Regions from separate parts of the Hordeum vulgare genome. Here region 1 is linked to region 2. A link is a contact called in public Hi-C data. All regions are on one chromosome and are shown on one strand. Each heading gives the region's core, a stretch centred on a gene start, on an enhancer-like site or on the middle of the called end of the contact. The rest is flanking DNA. Distances are from core to core; before and after follow the strand shown.

What was found. A called contact is a pair of places that touch in the nucleus more often than the background predicts.
Region 1: a contact with region 2 is called in a Hi-C map of seedling, with 2.4 times the contacts expected there. The contact joins the enhancer-like site here to the promoter of LOC123442913 in region 2. A contact is called at or near these places in 2 of 6 Hi-C or Micro-C datasets (leaf and seedling).

What each region holds. Positions count from the first base shown.
Region 1 is chr1H:432,069,106-432,071,958 of MorexV3_pseudomolecules_assembly, reverse strand. No RefSeq gene overlaps it. Among protein-coding and RNA genes, the nearest start is that of LOC123442913, 71 kb to the right of the region's middle. Within about 2 kb of position 1,283, at least 3 of the 3 cell types and tissues checked have open chromatin away from gene starts, as enhancers often do. A contact at or near this core is called in leaf and seedling, where this site is marked.
Region 2 is chr1H:431,998,538-432,001,586 of MorexV3_pseudomolecules_assembly, reverse strand. LOC123442913 (26S proteasome regulatory subunit RPN13) reads left to right here and starts at 1,673. Exons shown (of 14, transcript XM_045119097.1): 1 at 1,673-1,985; 2 at 3,003-3,049. The coding sequence starts at 3,029.

The DNA.
Region 1 (2,853 bases), core at 34-2,533, 71 kb before region 2:
GTCGCTCGCGCCGGAGCAGTTGTCGTAGGGGCAGTCGGAGTTGCCACACGAGGCACGGGCTTTGGACTGGGCACCGTCGTTGTCTTCTTCATCTTCTTCTTGGCAGTCGCCTCGGCGAGCGCCGCCGTCGGCTTTCGAGCATGTTTGCCTCCTGTAGGTGCGGCGGGAGGGCGAAGTGTTGTTATCACAGATGTGGTGGCCACACCGGACACCATTGGCGCGGTTGGAGGCGGAGTTTGGAACCGGTGGTTCTTTGTCATCCCCAAACTTTTTTTGGCACTCGCGGCGGGAGGGCTATCTATTCCGGCCGGCTCGGAGGTCATAGGTGGCGGCTGCGGGGGGGTGGCGGCGAGAGGAAGTTTTACTCAGCTGCCGCATGATGGTGTATATTTAGGAGAATCTTGGGGGATATAGAGAGTTGGAGTAAAAAATTATACTCCTTTAACGTTTTTAGGGGATCAGCAAGGTCTGTCATAAGGATGTAAATCAAAAAAATTACTTTCTTATGGCTGTATTGGAGATCAGTTAGAAATACCCTTAGACAACATCATCTTCGCATAAGCACTTGGAACTTAGAGACCAAAGTATATGATAGTTGAGTTGGCATCTGAGAGATCTAATCGTTGGTCTTTGTTTTTCTCAAACTTGAGTCGGCGTGCTCACGATGATGAATATGTAACTCTAAAAGAGGTATCCTCGTCAACCATGGAGCCAAAATGTCGCTCTCCTGCTTCCATGGAGTGCAGAATTAATTGGGCATGTTTTTACAGAAAGAACAAAGTGCAGGTTTACCTTCTTTCTTTTTTTTGCGGGGAAGATGCAGGTTTACCTGAATTTTGAATTTTGCTTATATGTTTCAACCAAAAGACTAAAAAAATATTAGATACAATTCCAAAATACAAATTTCAACAGATCTTTTGTGAAACTACAAGACTGCGGCTGGGTCTAAGACTTGTTTAATGTCGATTTCAACACATGGTTTACATGAATACAGTAGATGAAACATGTTGAAACATCTCACACAAAAAGTTCAGCAAAATTCACAAAAATCTGTCTCGTACGCGTCTTCCCGCAATGGTGCGGCGTATATCATTGATCATTTGATCTGAACATCACAGAGAAGCTAACAGTACTTGTCCAGGGAAAACCCAGCCCGTTGGATGAAATCGAAACGCAATGATAGCCTTCGAGAAAGTAGGCCGCACTGCCCAGCACAGATGGAACAAGTGTACTTCCGTGCCATCGCCATCCGAGTCCGAGTGTCCGACTGCTGCCCGCAGCACACATATGTGTGGTGCCCGCAGCCCACGTCGACGGAAGGACCTGGCTTTCCTTCGTGCCGAACCATAATGGCCTGAAGCTTGTTATTCCCTCTCCTCTTCTAAACACGATGAAACGCAGATAAAAACTCAAGTTTCAGATGTTTGTGTGAAGATTAATTAACATGGTAATTAAGGGGATTAATCCCTCCTTGTAATAACGACAAAGAAACAACACGAAAGGAACGAAACTTTCGCTGGAACTGCAGCGAATAGGAAAAGCAATCGCACACCCGACTGATATAATGGCCGGCACATGTGATTGTGCGAGCCATCGATTTTGTAAAACTTATCGAAGGTTCGTGGCCGGTTTCGGAAATCAGTTACTCTCTTTTTCGTATTTTGGTTTGTTTTTATGTTTTGTTTTCTTTTTCTTTTTTATTTTAAAAATCTTAAATTTCGACAAACATTCAACATATTCACAAATTGTTCTTTTTATGAAAATAATTAAAACATTCCAAAACAATCACGTTTTTTAAAATTGTTTTTGTTTTCTAAAAATGTTTGGAATTTTGAATTCTTTTCACATTTTGTAAAAATGATCCGAGTTTCAAAAAAGTTCCTGTTTTCAAATATAGCTTTCCATTTCACGAAACTGTTTGTAATTACAATAGTGTTCATGTTTTAGAAAATAGAGTTTCAAATTTTGTTCATGTTTTCAAAAATTGTTTGGACTTTTGATTTTTGTTCAATTTTATAAAAAATATTCAATAATTCTAAAAGCTTTCCAAAAATTTCGAGATTGTTTATGTTTTCAAAAAAATGTTGGCACCCAAAAATAGAATTAAAAATTCTTCCTGGTTTTAAAATTCTATTTCAAAATTGTTTACAATTTCAAGAATTTTTTTGACAATTTTAAAAAAGCGCATTTGAATCTCAATGGTGCAATGTCTTCTCAAATATTTTTCATATCATAATAATCACTAGCAATCATCGGTTTTGTTGGCCAGCAGCGCACGTACATGAGTACGTGGTCGTGAATTTGGGAAAATTCTATATGCCGCTCACTACATCCAATTGTCCATGCTTCGCACAGGGTTGCGTAAACCGTCGACGCAGTAGCTAGACTTTCCTTGTCGGTTTTTTCTGGTTTTCAGAACCTTTTAGAAGGTTCCCTAAACCGGTTTTCTATTTTTTTATTTCTATTTTCTTTATACTGTTCTGTTTCTCTTTTTTCTGTTTATATTTCAAAAATGCTCTGGATATTCAAAAAATACTTGGGATTTACAAAAACTGGTCTTCAAATTCGATAAATACTTTTACACAATAGAAAAATGTAATGTTTCTTCTTTTTTCCAAAAATTGTTCTGGATTTTTAAAAATGTTTGGAATTTCATGAATTGTTGGTCAAATTCGGAAATGTTTTTTTCTTTTTACAAAAAAGGTTCTGGATTTTCACCAAAATGTTCTAGAGTTTCAAAAAATGTTCCGTACATTCAAAAAAATCTGTGTTTTTCAAAATGTTTTCTACTAAATGTTCTTATTTTTCGAAATTTGTTCTAAAAATTCAAAAAATGTTTGTATCTTTAAAAAA
Region 2 (3,049 bases), core at 424-2,923:
CCCATTGAAACAGAAACTTGCGGCGATGGAAAAAGTGTTTCGGGTGGTTCTCTATTGGTTTCAGGATTTTAGAGAGTTTATGAAGGCGAAATTAGGTCAGATGGAGCCACGTGAGGCCCACAAGGCATCAAGGCGCGCCTTATTACCTTGCCATCTCCTCGTGTATCGTCTGGTCTCCCTTCGAAGCTTCCAGGTCCTCGCTTGATCTATAAAAAAATATCAAAAAGTTTCGTAGCGTTTGGACTCCGTTTGATACTGATTTTCTGAAAACCCAAAACACGAGGAAAATAGCAACCGACACTTGCGCTGGGTTAATAAGTTAGTTTTCAAAAAAGATATAAAATAGCATATAATTGCATAAAAAGCATACAAAATTATTAATATAATAACATAGAACAATAAAAATCTATCGATACGTTGGAGACGTATCAACCTCTCCCGAAGCTTCTAGGGTTCTTTATTGTCTAGAAAAAATTGTTAAAAATTGGCATCGTATTTGAACCTTCCTAAATATGGATTTTATGTGAAACCAAAAATAAACAAAAGAACATGAACTGACATTGGATACTATATTAATAAGTTAGCCAAGAAAAATAATATAAAATGATATAGAAGCCATAAAAAGTGATAATATAATAGCAGTTATTAATATAAAATTTATAGATACGTTGGAGATATCATTTACCTAATGGAAGGCTCTTTGCTTGGAGCTTGCCGCTGCAAGCAATGCACCGCCAAGGAGTGTTGCACAATCGGATCCTTCTAGCACATAAAAGCTCGTCTGTTGCGAGGACAATGCTACCTGCGAGCTATAATGGACACCCACGACGAGTCTTAGGACGAGCTCTAGGAGGATCTCGCCGACGAGGAGGCGATATATGAGGAGCTAGATGCAAAGGAAGACATCATTGACATTTTGTCCGACGAGGAGTATGCCTACACTTGGACTACATGATTAAGTTTATGTTCTAATTATGTTCATTGTTTAGTCATGCTTGTATATTGTAGGAGGGCTTGACTTTTATAATGTTTCATTATGTGAGTAGGATTAACTTTTTGTTTGAGTTGTGTTTAATTAGTTTGAATTATGGAAATGGAAGTGAAGAATGCAAGGAGCATGAGATTTAAAAAACATTTTTTGGAATGTTAAAAATCCGATTGACGAACTGCGAGCTGACGATAGTAAATGTTTCTCTCGTGATGGCAATTAACACATTTGGGACCATAATTTATATTTTTAAAGTATAACAATTTTCATCTTTTCATGTTGATGCATCATGACAATTCTCTCAAGCCAGCATTTCAAATCGTGAGCATGACAATTTTCATCATTTTTTAGGCTAACAATTCTTCATGCTCTAATCATGGCAATTACTTGTTACATCATGACAATATTCTAACAATGTTTAGTACAACATGGCAAAAATTACTTTAGAACATGACAAATCCTCAACAACATAAATTTATCTCTTTTAGTAATTTTTGAATGTTCAGTTTACCCGAGAAAACGTCATATGTGTATTGTCATCCAATATTTTTGTGTTTATTTTTTTTCATCAATTAGAAACCACCCCAATACCTAAGAATTTTGAATCTCAATTTTGAGCTTTTCTGGATTGAAGTTTCTAGTTGTTCTTTTTTACGGGTGTTTTTAGATGTTCTTCGCTAGGGTTATCATACCATAGGACTACCCCCACCCCCTCTCTCGCCCCGACTCCCATCTGTCACCCTAATCTCTCGCCCCTCTCTCGCCGCCCCGCGAGTCCCCACGCCGCTGCCGCCCCGTCGGTTGTCGAACGCCGCCCCGTCGCCGTCGCCGTCGCCGTCGCGAACCTCCGCTCCGGTTCCGTCTCCGCCTCCACGCCTGCTCCGTCCCCGACGTCACACCGTATCCTGCCTCTCCCTCTTCTACCTCAACCGCGGGGAGCGCCTCCCTCGCCGACCTCCACTGCCCCTCTGCTACATCGCCCGCCTATAGCGAGAAGGTGAAGCTCACCTCTGCCCCCCCCCCCCCCCCCCCCCCCCCCCCCCAAAAAAACCCCGGCTCGCTGCTATTTTTTTTTCGTGTATGTTTTTCTATGTCTGCAGGAAGTAGATCACACTTTGTTTATATTGCGGAAATCGATAGACATCTGTTATTGTCTGTATGTGCAGCATTGTGTACGTTTGGGGAATCTGATTGTGCAAATGGTGGAATTTCGTTTCATTCTCTATCAAGTTTGCCATTATTATCTTCAAAGATGAAACATCGATATGTTTTTATTTGTTTAGATGAATGATTTGGCAAGAAAATGACAACAACCAATTGCGAGAGGAGCCGGTTTAGTTGTTGTAATGTGTGCTTGCATGATTACAGCTAGGGAATACACCTTGAGGATAACAATTGGCTGTAAGCTGTATGGTTGATAATGATATAGCTAGGAGTCAATCTTGAGATATACTACCTATCATTCTACTGGCAAAAATTGCTCATATCAGCTTATAATGACAAGTGCTTCTTTTTTCTGTTTGTGTATACTATCTTAAGAGAGAGACAATTGTTGAATGATAGCATCCGTACTTCTATCAAGGAACAAACAAACAGCAATGTTTTTCCTAGTAGTTGGTCACAAACATAGATTGATGGCTCAGCAACCAATGTTTAGATGCTCTATAGAATGTTTCTGTCTTAGACTATCAGAGATTGAAGACGCAAATACCATGGAATGTGGATAGCCATGCCCATATGCTGTACCTGCTTTTCTGCTAATCTCTTCAAAAGTTTGTTCTCTGTAAGCAAGTGCATCTAGAACCTTTTCGTTTTGATATGCACGAAGTACCAAAGCAGTTACTTTGGTCTACCATACCTCATCTTCATTGCAATTGGAAGGCAAGGCTCAATTCTTCTTAGAAGTGAAAGCCAAGCAAATGCTTATGTTACTTATCAGTTCTCACTCGCTTGATTTGATTTGGAATACAAGACTTGTTGTTATCCTGTACTTATCTTTTTTCTCCTAATTTAGGACCTGTTCGTTGGGTACTGCCATCGATGGAGAGCAGTGAACCACTC